Regions from separate parts of the Mus musculus genome. Here region 2 is linked to region 1. A link is a contact called in public HiChIP or PLAC-seq data. All regions are on one chromosome and are shown on one strand. The core of a region is the stretch at or near the end of the contact, and the rest is flanking DNA. Distances in the headings are between cores, read along the strand shown.

Region 1 (4,201 bases), core at 638-3,137:
TGGAACGTTTGATCCTCCTGCTTTTGCCTCCTGGTGCTAAGATTATAGGCGTATGCCATCACACCTGACTGAGAGTTTTAAAAGGATTCATGGCCCCACTTCCTGCAGATCCTGTATATTATAAAGGCAGTTGGGCTGATTCTAAATATTTGGACAGACATGTGAGTCAGTGAAATAATATGCAGTTTGTCATTGAGACTAGGGAGTGGAGAGGAGGAGGAGCAGAGATGTGAGTGAAGCCGGATGTGGTGGCTCACACCTGTCATCTCAGCATTTGAGAACAAGACCATGGAGGTTCTGGGGTTCAAGGTTATCTTCAGCTACAAATAAATTCAACGTCATCCTGAGCTACTTAAGATCCAGGTTTTAAATTTTGCTTAAAACAAGCAAAAATAAAAATACAAAGATAGATAAATAATTAAATGTTAATATGAATGAATGAATTGGAAAATATCAAGGTTCTGTTCTTCTAAAACATTTGACAAAATTAGATACTTATGAAGAGAGAAGCAAAGGAGACCCTGTTCCTGCTGGGCACTCGGGAGGCAGAGACAGGCAGGTCCCTGAGTTTGAGGCCAGCTTGGTTTACAGAGAACACTTTCTTTTTCACTTTCTGTATTTAGTGATATGTTCAGTGACCTGCTTTATACAAAGCAAAATGAGAATGTGTGTGGGTGTGTGTGTGCGAGTGTGTGTGCATGTTTCAATTGGGTTTAAACCTAGAGCCACATACATGCTTTGGAAACTTGAGGTACATCCCTACTCCTTGTCGTTGTGAATCCTTGAAAGAAAGATGACATATAAATATATTGTTCAACATAATGAAGTTTTTTTGGTTTTTTTTTGAGTGGGGGGGTTTCGAGACAGGGTTTCTCTGTATAGCCCTAGATGTCCTGGAACTCACTTTGTAGACCAGGCTGGCCTCGAACTCAGAAATCCGCCTGCCTCTGCCTCCCGAGTGCTGGGTTTAAAGGCATGCGCCACCACGCCCGGCTCATAATGAAGTTTTAAAAGCATCAAATTAAATTTTAATTTGGAACGCAGTTAGTGGATCTCTGTAAATTTGAGTTTGAGGCCAGCCTGGTCTACAGAGACTGTTCTAGGACACCCAGAGCCATACAGAGAAACCCTCCCTCACATAAAGGAAAACGGAAAAGGAAGTGATTAGCTATGATTTTTAAGCAGCAGAAGAGGCTAAGTGACGGATGATACTTTGTTGAGAGGCTTTCAGGCAGGAGCTTCTCTGTGCTGCTAAAATGTTGGCTGCTTTTCTTTATGATCTTTTCTTTAACATTTTCAGTCCAATTAAAACTTTAGGTGTAGTTTTCCTTTCTTCAGTCAAATAACATTTTCTGATTATTTCCTGGAATGCCTGTAGATGTGCTAACAGGAGATTTACAGGAGTCATATGTGGAGGCACACACCTGTAATTCCAGCACTTAAGAGGTTAAGGCGGGAGGATCACACATTCAAGACCAGACCTAGCAATCCATTGTCTCAAAAAACCTAAACCAGCCCCAAGATGCCTCCTAGGTAACGGTGCTGGAAGCCACTCTTGATGATCTGGTTCAGTCCTGGGGCCCATGCAGTGGAAGCAGAGGAGTGAGCTGCGTCTCTCTCCTCCACGGATGCTCTGTCTGTGTGCTCCTCCCCTGCCTCCACACCCACACAGATGCACAGAAGCTAAATTTAAAAAAAAAAAAATGTAATTGAAAGAAAACAGTAACACAAAGCTACAGTGTCAAAAGGAGATCATTGTGTTCAGTACAAGTGTCAGACTTTTCCTGCCTCCAACATTGTTGCTGCTAGTGGGAAGGGAAGTGCGATTCTGTGATGCAGCAAGCACCTTAACCCCAGGAGTAGGCCACAGAGCCTTTCCTTACCCCTAGATGGCTCCTGAGGCCCCTGGGACAGTGGGTGGGGCGCAGGCTGCATTGTACTGCCTTCCTGCATTTTTGTTATTGCTGCCTTCCTGCTCTACCTTCAAAGCTAACTAAGCCCTGCACATGTGTCATTATGAGGGTCTCGAGACCTTTGACCTCAGTCGTGAACGTGTAGCATGTCACCTATGTTATAGATCCTTACTATCAGGATGTCCCTAAGTAATACTGTGACAGGCAGTAGAACCTCACCTCCACTCTTCCAACTCCTTCCATGTCAGGGCATCTTCTCTAACGCCCTGTCCCCACCTCGTCTCCCAATCTTCCACAGTTATGCAGCGCTCTTTGTGTGTGGGGAGAAAAATGTGATACACAGACACAAGGTGTGAACACTTGATGACTTGCCTGTCCCTGAGTTACTTGAATCGTGGGAATTGCTGAGAGGGTAATATTTAACAGCGATCCCCTCAGTCTCCGGAGGGAGTCCTTGCTTCAGTGATACAGAGCTTATACTGTATTGTGTATGCTAATGATGTCGGCTTGATTCTAGCATCTCCCTAAATTTTCCTCTTAAATGGCTTCTTTAGTGATTTAAGTTTGAGTTTGGGCCTTTGTCCATGTAATGTCCGGAGTGTGACTGTCTGCGTGATTGTCATTGCTCTGATTCTTTCCGACTGCTACAGGAAGAGGGGACATTTTTAGAGGCTATATAAGGATAATAAATTGGCTGTCCCTTCCCGTTCCTCTCCATGAACAGAAGAAGCAGAGCAGCCCTCTGGAGACCCAGGCATGGGCATGGACAGTGTGGAAGCAGGGGACACAACACCTCCCACCAAAAGGAAAAGCAAGTTCTCAGCGTTAGGCAAGATCTTCAAGCCGTGGAAATGGAGGAAAAAAAAAAGCAGTGATAAGTTCAAAGAGACATCAGAAGGTAAGGTACTAAGATTTAAATGTTCTGAGGAGCGAGGGGGGTGCCCACCTAGTTTGAGCAAAGCCCTGGGCTCTTCCCCGATTGCAGAGAACCTGGTGTGCTTGTGCTCTGCAGCTGACCCCACAGAGGGGAGGCGCAGAGATAAAAGGATCAGAAGTTCAAGGTCCTTTTTAGTTAGACATTGAGTTTCAGGCCAACCCGGGCACCAGGAGATCTTGTCTCTAAACAAACAAACAAACAAACAAACAACTAAACAAGGCTTCTATTTTTTTTAAATATTTATTTATTGTTATATGTAAGTATACTGTTGTTGTCTTCAGACACACCAGAAAAGGGCATCAGATCTCATTATGGATGGTTGTGAGCCACCATGTGGTTGCTGGGATTTGAACGCAGGACCTTTGGGAGAGCAGTCGGTGCTCTTAACCGCTGAGCCATCTCGCCAGCCCAAGGCTTCTATTTTTAAGAGTTCCTCATTTGGGCTAAGGAGGTGACTAAGCAGGTAAAGTGCTTGATAGAAACACGAGGACCTCAGTTGGAACCTGCAGGACGCACGTAAAGCCAGCTGCACACACACTGTTGTAATGCAGTGCTTCTGTGGGGCGATGAAAAGATAGGACAGAAAATCCCCAGAGGCCTAAGGGCCAGCTGGTGTGCAGCAACCAACCGAGAGCCTGTCTCAGCCAAAGAGATGAGCCAGAGCTTACTGACCTCCACAATCATCCCATGTCATGCGTGTGCCCAGTGTGCTTGCACACAGGTACATACACGTTGTACATATGCATAAAAAAGAATAATTCCCTGAGTTAGTTGGGCTTGGTGATACAGGCTGTAAATCCCAGCACTTGGAAGATGCAGACTGGAAGAGCCAAGAGTTTAAGGTTATCCTTGGCCACACAGGAAACTCAAAGTCAGCCTGGAAACAATAACAACAAAAGCACTCGTGGGTTCCATTGACTGATGGATTATTTGACTGATTTACCAGATGGGATCCTGTAGCACAGGGCTTGCTTGTATTCTTGACATAGCAAGAATGATCTTGAACTTGTGATTTTCCTGCCTAGCACTAGGATTGAAGGAATGTGCTGTGTCTGGTTTATATAATGCTAGAGCTGGAACTAGGGCTTTGTGCTTGGAAGGTACACACTCTACCAAACGAATTTCCTATTTTAGAAGTACCCCTCTTTTCTTTTTTTTTTTTTTTTTTTTCCGAGACAGGGTTTCTCTGTATAGCTCTGGCTGTCCTAGAACTCACTTTGTAGACCAGGCTGGCCTCGAACTCAGAAATCCGCATGCCTCTGCCTCCCGAGTGCTGGGATTAAAGGCGTGCTCCACCACGACCGGCCGCACCCCACTTTTCACATCTCCCTAAATGTCTATAACCTCCTAC
Region 2 (4,007 bases), core at 735-3,234, 35 kb before region 1:
TGTGCAAGGCAAGCATCCTACCACTGAGTTACTTCCCTAGTCTCTGGGTTATCTTTTTTTTTTTTTTTTTTTTAAAGATTTATTTATTTCATGTATGTGGGTACACTGTTGCTGTCTTCAGACACACCAGAAGAGGGCATTGGATCCCCATTACAGATGGTTGTGAGTCACCATGTGCTTGCTGAGAATTGAACTCAGGACCTCTGGAAGAGCAGTCGGTGCTCTTAACTGCTGAGCCATCTCTCCAGGTTATCTTTTAACTGAGATAGTTTTGTTGTATATTCCATACTGGTCTTTTGTTGATTATATGCTTTGCAACTATGTTAATCCTGCTCTAGAACTTGTCTTTTCATCTTATTTTATCTATTTTAGAAGGGCAAGCAGAGTTCACTGAGAATTAATGAAAGAGCTCCTTGAAGCTGAAAAGGAACCTGCAAATGACTTGAATTTACCTTTTTGTTCTTTTTTTTTTTAAGATTTATTTATTTATTGTATATGCGTACATTGTAGCTAAACAGATGGTTGTGAGCCATCATGTAGTTGCTGAGATTTGAACTCAGGACCTTTGGAAGAGCAGTCTGCACTCTTAACCGCTGAGCCATCTCACCAGCCTACATTGTTACTTTTTAAATATTTATTTTTTATTAATTCCAGTTGTGTGTAGGTGAGTATTTGCATGCAGTATGTGCACATGAGTGCAAGTGCTCACATAGCCAGAGGTTCACAACCCTTGGAGCTGTAGTTAGAGTTGTGAGCTACCTGATATATAGTGCTGGGAACAGAACTCAGCCCCTTTAAAGAACAGCAAGTTCTTAACCACTGAGCCATCTCTCCAGCCATTATTATTATTGTTGTTGTTGTCATCGTCGTTGTCACTGTTGTTATTATTATATTACCAGACAGCAGCTGGCTGGCCTGCATTGGTTTTTGTTGGGTTTGTTTGTTTTGAGACAGGGTCTCACTATGTAATTCTGGTTGGCTTGGCCTGGAACTTTGTAGATCAAACTGATTTTGAACTCAGCAATAATCCAACCCTTGTCTCCAGAGCATTTAGGAATACTGGTGTGTGACACCACAACTGGGTTGTAATTTATTGCTTTTTTTTTTTTTTTTTTTTTTTGGTTTTTTGAGACAGGGTTTCTCTATATAGCCCTGGCTGTCCTGGAACTCACTTTGTAGACCAGGCTGGCCTCGAACTCAGAAATCCACCTGTCTCTGCCTCCCAAATGCTGGGATTAAAGGCATGCACCACCACTGCCCGGCGTATTGATATTTTTAATGTTATAGATTGCGTATTTGAAAGGTATAAGTTTTTCTATGTTTCCCTCTGTATGTATCGTATGTATACTTTTCCGTCTAAGATGGGTGTAACCCATGGGTTTGGCATTTAAAAAGATCCTCCAGCAGTGGCAAGAAGGGGGTCTGGAGGGTGATATAGCCCTGGAGGTTGGAATGAGTGCCACTTAGAAACAGATGGTGGCTTCTACTAGGTAATCGTTAGTGGGAAAAAAATTTAGTTGGGAGGGGGGGGGTGTAGAATGTCTGCGCTTAATAGGCTGGGTTCTGTACTTTCACAAAACACCGCGGGTAACTTGTTTGTAAGTTTTTTGCACTTAAAACTGGTTATCAATAGTTTGAAACAAACTGGACTTCTTTTGTAGAGCACAACACACACATCCTTTCTTGGGCATCGCCGGGAGAGTCTGTTCCCGAACGTGTCCTCCCAAGTCCCGAGACCTTCCCCTTGCTCAGAACTGGGCAAGGTGCCCAAATCCGTTTATATGCAGTGCACCGGACTCTGGCGGCGCATGCCCAGATCGGCAGAGTAGGGGTCAGGCGCCTCGCAGCGGAGGGCCGGCAGTTCCCGCCATTTTGTCCCGCTCGCCACACCGCTGGCCACTGCAGTGGACTACAAGTCCCGTGAGGCTCCGCGGCGGCACTTCCTACCCTCCTCACTGTCCGGCCCGCTCCCTCCGCCCCCCCTCCCCTGGGGCCGAAGGCTCTGGCTGGAGCCAGGCGGCCAGAGACCAGGTAGGATTTCCGGGAGAAAGTGCTGGGGAACCCGAGGAGGCAGCGGCGACTTGGGTAAGTTCCCCAAACTTGGGAAAGTGAGCACCTCCCGCGCGCGCGCAGCAGCGGCAGGCTCGGCTCGACTAGGGGTCGCGGGCCGAGCCTGGGTGGGGGGTTAACGGCGCCCGCGGCGGTCAGTGCAGCCAGGGCGTGGCGGGCGGTAGCCTCCTCCCTCCTCGGCCCTCCCACAACGGTCCCGCGGCGGTGTCCCCGCCTGTGGCCGGCCGGCGCACACTCGCGCTCTCCGCCCCCCAGCCTCCGCGGGGCCCTTTTGTCTGCGCCGCTTTTCCCCCTTTTGTGGCAGTGCACGGAGTCGCGGTCTCCAGGGGAGCCCGCACGTCCTGCTGGGGACTGCGCCCTGGGGATCTGGTTACTGTAACTGGATCGGGTCAAAGTCCATCTTTCAAAAGTGACCTCCCTCAGACCTCTGCATCCTGGCTGAGCAGAGAAGAGACTTAGGAGTCTGGCATAGTTTCAGTGGAAACCTGGAAGTTATTGTCCAACTTCTTTCTTAAATGTCAGCCTCCGGTAGCTAGGGATCAAAACTCAAGGCGCTAAGGCGCTTTTCTCCTCCAGTGGATGGAGTCTAAGAAAAAGAAGTGAGACTTGGAGCCTCAATCCCGGAAACCGAGAAAGAGTGGAAATTTGCTGCGATACGTGTGGCAGCTGGGATGGAGGGGTTGGGTGATTGTGGAGTGTGTGTGTGTGTGGGGGGGGGGGGGGGGTGCGGCGGCGGCCGCAAAGAACTCAAGCGAATCATTGCCTCGGAAACCTGAAAATTGGAGCAGAGTGATTACCAGGACATCATTCATTGCCTGCAGTCTTCGGCACTTCATTTTCCCACGCTGCTCCTCGACTCTCCAGAATACATCCCTTTCTCTTTTTTTAAACAACAACTCCACAAAGAAAAACTCAGCTCACTGAAAGCACCTGCTTTGTAGAAAAACCTAGATACCCAGTAGATTCTAGAAAGCATTAAAAAAAAAAAGGTTGAAAAAAAAAAGGCGATAAAATATGTATTTACTGGACACCGATGAATTGTGTGGATTTGATCCAGTTTGGTTAGATAGTGGTAACTGTATGTTCCGTCGAAGAACGAATCTTGAGACTTAGCATAGGGGTAAAGCTTTTATAAAGGCCAAGGTAGAGATCCTTTGAAAAATCGATTAGTATTTCAAATTCCTTGAGTGAAGACAGTTGGGACTCCTTTGAGTCAGGAAAGGTGTTTTGAGACGAAATTTCCACCCTAGACATGTAGGCAAAGCCTTCATTATTCTGACATTTCATAATGGAAATGACTTTGAGACTCTTAGGTTGTGTTAATGTATCAAGGTGGTAGATCTTTAATACAGGCTGTCAGTTGTCTATCCTAGTTGGAGTGGCACATCCCTGTAACCCCAATACTCTTGCGGCTATGGCAGGAGGGGGAGCATGAATTCAAGACCAGCTAGGTCTATGTAGACCTATTGTAGACATGATCTATTGAGACCTTGTCTCAAAAAAAGAAAGTTTCTTGAATGTGTCTGGGAGGGTGGGAAGTGGGGACAGTACAGCGGTGGCTTTAGAGAACTCTGTGGAGTTGGTTCTCCTACTTTCATGTGGGTTCCTGGAACAGAGCTCAGATGGCCAGGCACGCACGGCAAGAGCCTTTACCATCTGAGTCATTTTGCTAGCCCACAATTTTTTTTTTTTCTGTTTTTTTGTTGTGCTGGGAATAGAATCCAGGGTTTTGACCATGTGCAGCACGTGCCTCTAGCCCCAGCTATTCTTCAGTCACTGGGAATAGGCATTTATTTATTTCCTTGAGATTGGGTCACTCTGGGCTTGGGCTTTCCACCTGCCTTTGCCTTTCCAAGTGGTAAGATTATTTTGGTGGCACCACCGCACCTACCTCTTAAGCTGTGAATTTCTAGCAGGATCACTACATTCTGGCTTAT

What was found. HiChIP or PLAC-seq counts read pairs in DNA pulled down with a chosen protein or histone mark.
Region 2: an H3K4me3 HiChIP or PLAC-seq map of embryonic stem cells shows a contact between it and region 1, with 47 read pairs. The contact joins the promoter of Phactr4 here to the enhancer-like site in region 1. A contact is called at or near these places in 3 of 15 datasets of contacts at CTCF or cohesin (CD8 T cells, the G1E-ER4 cell line and the NIH/3T3 cell line), 10 of 484 Hi-C or Micro-C datasets (8-cell embryo, bone marrow-derived macrophages, embryonic stem cells and 4 more), 16 of 115 datasets of contacts at active chromatin or transcription factors (CD8 T cells, the HPC-7 cell line, the SCID.adh cell line and 9 more) and 3 of 9 other capture datasets (adipose tissue, liver and pancreatic islet).

The regions. Positions count from the first base shown.
Region 1 is chr4:132,385,502-132,389,702 of GRCm38.p6, reverse strand. It overlaps Phactr4 (phosphatase and actin regulator 4), which reads left to right. Exons shown (of 13, transcript NM_001161797.1): 3 at 2,638-2,811. Among named protein-coding and RNA genes, the nearest start is that of Snhg3, 34 kb to the right of the region's middle. Within about 2 kb of position 1,887, at least 16 of the 459 cell types and tissues checked have an H3K27ac peak or open chromatin away from gene starts, as enhancers often do. A contact at or near this core is called in the G1E-ER4 cell line, embryonic stem cells and heart atrium, where this site is marked.
Region 2 is chr4:132,420,423-132,424,429 of GRCm38.p6, reverse strand. It overlaps Phactr4 (phosphatase and actin regulator 4), which reads left to right and starts at 1,984. Exons shown (of 13, transcript NM_001161797.1): 1 at 1,984-2,085.